Linked DNA regions of Sus scrofa: all the other regions are linked to region 3. The links are chromatin contacts, called in public HiChIP or PLAC-seq and promoter capture Hi-C maps. All regions are on one chromosome and are shown on one strand. Each heading gives the region's core, a stretch centred on a gene start, on an enhancer-like site or on the middle of the called end of the contact. The rest is flanking DNA. Distances are from core to core; before and after follow the strand shown.

Region 1 (2,700 bases), core at 14-2,513, 430 kb after region 3:
CACTACAGAGTTCAGATTCACTTCTGTAATTTTTCTGGTCTTCACAAAGGAAGGCGGTAAGGAGTTTCCCCCTCTCCATATGGTAGATGGGGAAATGATGAGAGGTCTGCACCTGGGCTTTAGAAGAGACATGGAAGGTTCTGCACAGCATTTTTTTTTTTTTTTTTGTCTTTTTGCCTTTATGTGAGCCACTCCTGCGGCATATGGAGGTTCCCAGGATAGGGGTCTAATCGGAGCTGTAGCTGCCAGCCTACGCCAGAGCCACAGCAATCGGGATCCGAGCCGGGTCTGCAATCTACACCACAGCTCATGGCAACAACGGATCGTTAACCCACTGAGCAAGGGCAGGGACGGAACCGCCACCTCATGGTTCCTAGTCGGATTCGTTAACCACTGCGCCAAGACGGGAACTCCTGCACAGCAATTTTCACCTCCCTTGTTGCAGAAACTGCAAAAACCGTGGCAGTGGAAGGAGACAAACGGCACTCAGAGATACGGAAAAGCAAGGTTTATTCAGCACCAGTGTGGGCTCAGATGAGTCACCTCCAGAGTCTGAGCACCAGGTCTTTGTTCTCAGCAAATTTTATACATTATAAGGTCTTGAATTTCCCATGTAAGCATCCCGGCCCTCCCCCCTTCCACAAGCAGTGTTCCTCCCTAAGAAACTGAGCAAGCAAGGTTACAGAAGCAGAACTGATAAGCAATGCTAGCTACAGGATTAGCAGGGCTGCGGACTTGGACATAGGGCACACAGTTGCTACATTATTACAAGAAAGGTGGTATGAGGCAGAGCCTAGCTGGAAAGGCTTGCAGCTGTCTTTCTAGCCAAGATGGGGGGGGGGGGGTTTCTTAGTTAAAACTCCTATTTCAGCCTCACTGTTTCCTCACTCCTTTTGACAGCCCTCCCCCTTGACTCTCTCCTTTCCCCTTCCCTTCCGTAAGGTCCCCCTAAACCACTAACAAGCTGTAGCCATCGAACTACATTTCCCACAACATCTTGCGCCGTCCAGCTTCAGTGGGGTTTCCCCTGAGCTGCCGTTACAATTAATATAGAATCAAATCCACGTTTCCAGAGAAAAGCCGAGTTATTGTACACGTCTGCATTAGGATGGCTGTTTCTTCTCCACCTTCGGAGGCGGAGTGTATGTAAAGAGGCCTCTGCAGAGAGAAATTTATACCGGCAAATGCTCTGGCCACCCTCTTCCTTCTCGCGCCTCGGCCCCTGCCGATTCCAGGGGGCCTAGGAGTGTCATTGGCGGATGACCGCAGGCCTCGTCGCCGCCCCGGCCGCCGCCACCATGGCCTCTGGCAGCAGCGGCCTTGCCGCCGCCCGCCTCCTCTCGCGCTCCTTCCTCTGTGAGTCCGGTTGGGGCGCTCTTTCCGAGCCTCCGCGGCTTCCCGGCCTCGTTGGACCCGCGCCCCGGTCTAGGCCGGGGCTGGGCCCTCCGGGGCGGGACCTCGGCGGGGGCCCAAATCCGCGACCCTTTGCAATGGAGGGAGCTTTGCTGGATGTTTCGGGTGGGGACATAGAGTTACTGAGCCAGGATTCGGGTCTGGGAGCCCTGCAGACCGGGGAGCACGCCCATGATCCCGCGGTGCTGAGTGGTGGGATGAGGGCTGCATCTAGAATTGTTCTTTTGGAGAGGTGGTCTAGGATGAGCTCAGCTGGAAGGGTGAGTGGGTTGAGAGGTAGGAGTAGGAGATCAGTAGGAAATTGGAGGGTGAAGCTGAGCTTTGTGCGGCGGGTCCTACATCTGTAATTGTCCTTTTCAGTAGATTTTAGGGTGGGTTCTGCACCGGGAGTCCGCACAGCACATAAAACTAGAAGCTTAGGCTGGGACCTTAACCAAGTTATATCTCCACCACGCGGTGTGAATCCTTCAGTTCCTGAAAACTTAATACCCACGCTTGCTGGTAATGCTGACTATTGAAAATTCTTGTTCAAAGTCTCAGTGGTTGTTAGGTAGGTTGTGTAGGAAAAGACTTTGGAATCAGCCACATCAAGTTTGAAGTCTGGCTAGTCTATACGGTCTATGTAGTAACTCAGAGGCATGTTTCTAAATCTGTTTCTCCATTTCTCTTTCAAATCCCAGGAAAATAACACCATATTTTAGTGACCCAGAGATACCATCACTTGTAAGATGCACTGTTGATTTGTCCGCCACTAATGGTGGAAAATGGTTGCTGATTAAAATTGTGACACACCATTGGTTGTCCGTTGCATCCTGATTTAAAGAATGTTAAAAAGTGAAAGAAAATGTGCATCCTAGAAATGAAGTACAGGATGATCTGGGTTCACTATGCAGAAAAAATGAAACACTTTATATAAAGCACTTGGGGTGTAACAGGCACTTAACCAAAGTTTTCTTCTCTTTCTCTTTCTTCTACTTTGCTTGTCATCTTATTGCTGTGCTGAATATTGGATGAGACAATTTACTGAGAATACTGCATTCTAAAAGTGTACGGCTATGACTGTACACTCTATAGCTATGCTTAGCTACCAGATCACTTGAGGCTAAACTTTGGTAAGTAGGAAGAAAGTTTTCTGGAGATTTTTATTATGTAGCTTAAAAAAATAATTGAGGGTGTTGTAGGCAGAAAGAGAAAAGGGATTGGTTATACCCACGTCTTTATCTTCTGGCATCTTGCTTGTTTGAGTTTCTGAATCTTTGCCTCAGAGGTCTGCTGTCTTAGGAGAGT
Region 2 (2,700 bases), core at 108-2,607, 410 kb after region 3:
CTGTGGTGTAGGTTGCAGACACGGCTCAGATCTGGCATTGCTGTGGCTGCAGCTCCAATTCAACCCCTGGCCTGGGAACTTCCGTATGCCGCAGGTGTGCCCCCCCCCCAAAAAAAAGAAGAAAGAAAGAAAAAAGATTTGAGGGCTAAATTATAAAGCAAGCAGTGCTTCTGGAGTGTTTACGTGCAGAGAACCACTTGAGGAGTTTGTGAAAAGGCAGATTCTAGAACACAGAACCATGAGCCTTTTGTAGTGGTTTTATACCCTCACTACCACTTACTCTGCAGCCTCACCAGATGGGTGGAAATACTTTCCTTCAAAACAGTATTTCAACACATGAGGTCTTCAACCAAGAGTCAGAGGCTCAGGCTTAAATCTAGATCTGAGCTGGCCAATGAAAATATAATGCAAATCTCCTGCGCAATTTAAAATTTTCAAGTAACCGGAGTTCCCGTCGTGGCACAGTGGTTAACGAATCCAACTAGGAACCATGAGGTTGCGGGTTCGGTCCCTGCCCTTGCTCAGTGTGTTAACGATCCGGCGTTACCGTGAGCTGTGGTGTAGGTTGCAGACGCGGCTCGGATCCTGCGTTGCTGTGGCTCTGGCGTAGGCCGGTGGCTACAGCTCCGATTCAACCCCTAGCCTGGAAAACTCCATATGCCGCGGGAGCGGCCCAAGAAATAGCAACAACAACAACAACAAAAAGACAAAAAAAGACAAAAGACATAAAATTTTCAAGTAACCACGTTCAAAATCAAAAACAAAAAAAGGAACAGGTGAAACTAATTTTAATAATGTGCTTTCTTTAACATATCCAAAATACTATCATTTCAACATGTAAGCAACGTAAAACTCATTCATGTGATAGTTTACTTTTTGTTTCCACGTCTTCAAAATCCCGTGTTTCACCTTTAGGGCATATCTCAATTCAGACTAGCTCCCTGTGGCTAGTGGCTACCATACTGAATAGCGTAGGTCCAAGAGCTGACCACTTAGTGTGAGACCTCGCACAAGTATCTTGATATCTCTATTGGTCACTTCCCAGCCCTCTAAGATACTAGGTAGGTGGCACGTAAATACTAAAATGCCTTTGGACTGATTCCCTGACTCTCCCAGCCTTTCCTTTTGTACTCCAAAAAGCCATGCTGTTTCACGCCGCGAAACTGGAGTTCAGCCCCACATCTCGTTTCCTCTGGACTCACCAAGTCAGACTAAAGCGGCTGTCGCTGCCGTTGAGGGACTCCCAAGACACATCAAAGCAGGATCTGGAAGTACAAAGTTATCTCTATGCAAGGCTTGTTTCCCGTTGCCTGGCAGCCAAGAGGCCTCCGCGGATGCGCACTGCGCCTGTGCGCGATCTATCGCCACAGCAACGCCTCAGCCAACTGTAGCTCTGGGTCCAGGACAGTACCGGACAGTCGAGCCAATGATTGTCTCCGGAAATTTTCCTACGTCGCTGATTGGTGAAGAGCCCTCACTCGACCTGCCCGGCTCCTTCTCCAAGTTGGGAGGTGAGCACCTGCAAGGCCGAAAGGCGGGGCAACCGAAGGAAGAGGTTAGTTCTGTTGGTTCCTTCGCTTATCAGCTGCTCGCGCCTTCCTTTTCTGTTGCCCCTCAAGAGGCTTGATACTACCTTGACATTCGCTTTAATCTAACCTATTCTGGTTAGAAAAATCGAGTGCCTAGGTAGACAGTTCGGGTCCCACTCTCCGAGGGCGTGACCAGCTAGCATCTCTGCCCCACCTATCGACCTCCTCCTGGGAGTGTCCTAAGGCGCAAGGAATGCGGGTTCCTCTTTCCCTCAAATTTTACTGTGCCCTTTCTACTAATGTTCTTTTCCATCGGGCATGTAACCTGGTGTCAGGTATAACCCGAGTTCTTATTACTTGGTCCCTGAGCTTTATATGCTAAAGCAGACCCTGGATCTTGTTTTGGCATTTAGACCGACTTAATTAAGTTCCCAAACAACTGCAGCTGGTATTGTATGGAAGCGACCCCGCTGAAGTCCGGTGCAGGTTGTTTACTGAAGGAAGATGTCTTGTCCCAGTTAGTGATCAGGGGAAGCAGCCCGTTTACCTAATGTGGGGAAATGTTGCACCAGCTGGCAGAGTCTTGGTTTTCGATCTCCCCTCCAAAATGACATCACACCGCTGAAAGTCATTATTTTTCCCCCTTTTGGTCCCTCTTTTTAAACAAACAAACAAGAACAAACAAAAAACCTTGATATTTGTTTTTTGCCTTGAATGCAAAGTCCTATAATGAAGTGTTTTACATAGCATACTCACAACCTGCATTTTCTCAACCTTAAGATATTCGGGTACGTGTTTACATGCTAGGCATGACACCACCCACAAGGTAGAGAAATATAATAATAGAGCTGGAAAAGAGGTAACAGATTATTCACTCCAACTACTACCCCACTGATTAACATCAGAACTGAAACCCAGGAAGAGAGAGAGTAAGTGATTTACTCCAGGTCAGGCACCTAGTCCTGGCAGAGATAAAACTGGAATACAGATCTCCTAATCCTTAATCAGTAACTGGAAACAGCAAGGGAGTAACTTCAACTTAAAAACAATTCCGGGAGTTCCCGTCGTGGCGCAGTGGTTAACGAATCCAATTAGGAACCATGAGGTTGCGTGTTCGATCCCTGCCCTTGCTCAGTGGGTTAACGAACCGGCGTTGCCGTGAGCTATGGTG
Region 3 (2,887 bases), core at 55-2,554:
TACATCACCTATACAGGATTTTAACATCAAGAGTACACAATATCTTCAAGCAACTTCTACGATCTTGCATTAACCTTACCAGGATAAACTTTTCTCCAAGTCTCCTAGTACTTTTTATTTAAAGACCTGTGGTAGTGAAACAAAGAAAACACCCCCCCCCTTAAACCATATGGCAGCAAATTGAAGTTAACTTATTTTTTCCCAGCTCAACGCCTATACACTGGCCCTAAACATTTTTTCTCTTTGTGTCCTAGGACCAGGCTAGAGCCGTCCGCTTATTTGCGACTGTACCCCCATCATGTTTTTAAATCGCAAAACAAAGTCCAAAACGACCCCTGACCACCAATACACCTCACCGTGGTCATGTACCAAAACCTGGCTTAGGTAGATCGCGCACGCCGGGCGAGAGGCCCTTAGCGGGCCGTGAGCGCGTCTCCCTCCGACCTGGTGACCGAGTAGGGAGTTTGCTCGCCCGGCCGGGCCGGATCCGCCCCGGGAACTTGGTTACCCGAGCCCAGGGACGCACCGAGGCCTACCCGCGAGGCCGGGGCGGGCTCCAGGCAGCGGGGGCTTCCCGTTCCCCGGCCACAGAACCTTCCCGCCCGGCCCGCGGTCGCCAGCAGGCAGGGGCACTCGCCGTTGTCTCCCGGCGACGGGACGCGCCCGCCGGGTCCCGGGCCGGCTCCTCTGTCTCCTGCCGCCGTCCGCGGCCCCGCTCGGCGGCCGCGCCGAGCCCTTCCGGGACGGAGGGAGCACTAGGCCGCGCCGGGGCCCCGAGGCTCCGGGGCCAGCCGGGCGGGCCGCGGCGTCCGGTATCAGTCCCGAGGGCCGGGCTCCCGCCGGTAACGGGCCCCGCCGCCTCCCCTCCCCCTCCCCCGCCCCATGACAGTGCAAACCCTCCGGCCAGCCCGGCCGCCCCGCCTCCGGCACCAGGCCCAGCTCAGGGCCGCGGCCGTGGCGGCGGCAGCGGCCGTGGCGGCGGCGGCGGCGCCGCGGTTCTCCGCCCTCGCTCGCTCGCTCGCACACGGGCCCGGCGCCCCTCGGGCCCGGCTCGGGCTCGGCCGAAGTCTCCGCCGCTTCCCGGCCGCCCTCTGCGGCGCCCGGCCCGGGCGGGGTAGGCCGAGGCCCGGGCGGTGGGGTGGGGGCGGGGGCTCCTCTCACCTTCATGTCGGGACATCCTAGTTCAGACGGTGGCGGCGCGGCCCCTCCCGGGCTCCGGCTGCAGTGTCCCCCGCGGGGTCCCGGCGCTGACCGCGCCGGCCGGCCGACTCCCACTCGACTCCCAGGCTCGGCCGCGGGGGCGGGGTGGGCAGGGGAGCGCTCCCGCGGCGGCGGCGGCGGCGGCGGCGGCGGCGGGGAGGCGGCGCGGGGCGGGAATGGGGCCGGGCCTGGCCGGGGCTGAGCTCCTCCAGGAGGCGGGTCCGACGCCGCGGCTCCGCCGGCGCCCGCCGTGACTCGGTCACTCTCGGGCCCGCAGGCTCCCGGCTGCGGCGCCGCGCTCCGCAAATCCCGCTCCTCCCCTCCCCCGGCCCACCCCCCGCCCCTCTCCCCCGGCTCCCGGCCGCCGCCTCCTCCTCCTCCTCTTCCTCCTCCTCCGCCTCCTTCCGCCGCCCGCACGCCGGCCCCGCCTCTCGCTGCCCGCGCCGGGCCCAGCCGCCCGGAGTCCCGCGGTCGGAGGGCGTGGAGGCGGCGCGGCGGCGGCGGCGGCGGCTCGGGGTGCAGCGTTTGCCCGCGCTCGCCGGCAGGCCGCGGTCGGGCGCCCGAGCCGGGCCTCCGCCTGGCAGCCGCCGCGCCGCCGCGCAGCGCGTAGGGAGGAAGAGGAAATGCCCGGCTGCCTGCGTCCGTGGCTTGCCGGTACGGCCGGCCCGCGTGGTCCGAGGGCCGCCGGACCGCCCCCAGCCCAGCCTGGGGCTTAACCGGGCCCGGGCCGTGGCCGCCCCGCTGTTGGGCCGGGCTGACCACGGCGGCGAATGCTTCTCGGCGGCGAGCTGCGACCCCGAGGGGCTCCCGCCTTCGGGCGCTTGGCTGCCGTGTCGACAGCGGGCAGGGCCCTGCAGTCCCCGACGCCGAGGAGAGACTGCGGTCCGGTTGGGGCCATGTGTGTGTGTTTCTTTTTAAGGCAGGAGTCTTGAAGGAAAAAGCGGCTGGCCTCCGGGCGTTGTCCGGTCTTGCTCGGCCTGGCGACTCGCGGTCGAGAGGGTATGGGCGCGGGAGGCCAGCCTCGAGGAGGCCGGGCTTGGCTGCTGTGCCTCAAGGCCAGCTCCTCGGGTACCCTCTCTTTCGAAGACTTCTCTCCCGCCAGCCCGGCTGTCGGGCAGGACCCACGCAAAGTTTGTTCCAGCAGCTTGGCTCACCCTCAGTGCACTGTTCTGAAAACTGTTGGGGGTGTGTGTGTGTGTGTGTTTAATGTGTGTGATAGCTTTTTTCCTGTCTGTAAACTACTTAACCGTTTTTACCTCTTTTACACTTTTCTTTTACATTATTACCCTCTTCCTTGTCAACTTTGTTTCAGGCATTATTTATCAAATACTTATACTGCCCCTTACCACGTGGCAGTTGGTAGTGTGGTTTGGTGGAAAGATTCATTTTGGAGTCACGACAGATTTGCCGTGGATTTTGGTTTTCATATCCTCTGTGTAACCTTGGACAAGCTTTTTTAATCTTTCCAAGTCTCCTTTTCTTTGTCTTTTGTTTGGTTTGGGGCTGATTTTTATTAAAGTGTGTAGTTGATTTACAGTGTTGTGTCAGTTTCTGCTGTACAGCATAGTGACCCAACTGTTCATATATATACTTTTTCTCATCCTGTCTTCCATCATGTAATATCCCAAGAGAGTGGATATAGTTCGCTGTGCTGTACAGTAGGACTTGGGCTGTTGTTTTAATTTAC

The links. Promoter capture Hi-C pulls out the DNA fragments that hold promoters and counts their contacts. HiChIP or PLAC-seq counts read pairs in DNA pulled down with a chosen protein or histone mark.
Region 1: a contact with region 3 is called in an H3K27ac HiChIP or PLAC-seq map of alveolar macrophages. The contact joins the promoter of SUCLG1 here to the promoter of KCMF1 in region 3. A contact is called at or near these places in 2 of 2 datasets of contacts at active chromatin or transcription factors (alveolar macrophages and skeletal muscle).
Region 2: a contact with region 3 is called in a promoter capture Hi-C map of liver, with 9 times the contacts expected there. The contact joins the promoter of DNAH6 here to the promoter of KCMF1 in region 3. A contact is called at or near these places in 2 of 5 promoter capture datasets (fetal liver and liver) and 1 of 47 Hi-C or Micro-C datasets (embryonic fibroblasts).

Annotation. Positions count from the first base shown.
Region 1 is chr3:60,141,178-60,143,877 of Sscrofa11.1, forward strand. It overlaps SUCLG1 (succinate-CoA ligase alpha subunit), which reads left to right and starts at 1,264. Exons shown (of 9, transcript NM_214409.2): 1 at 1,264-1,356. The coding sequence starts at 1,299.
Region 2 is chr3:60,112,917-60,115,616 of Sscrofa11.1, forward strand. DNAH6 (dynein heavy chain 6, axonemal) reads right to left here and starts at 1,358. Exons shown (of 77, transcript XM_021087305.1): 1 at 1,203-1,358.
Region 3 is chr3:59,707,133-59,710,019 of Sscrofa11.1, forward strand. It overlaps KCMF1 (E3 ubiquitin-protein ligase KCMF1), which reads right to left and starts at 1,305. Exons shown (of 7, transcript XM_021087303.1): 1 at 1,162-1,305. The coding sequence starts at 1,177.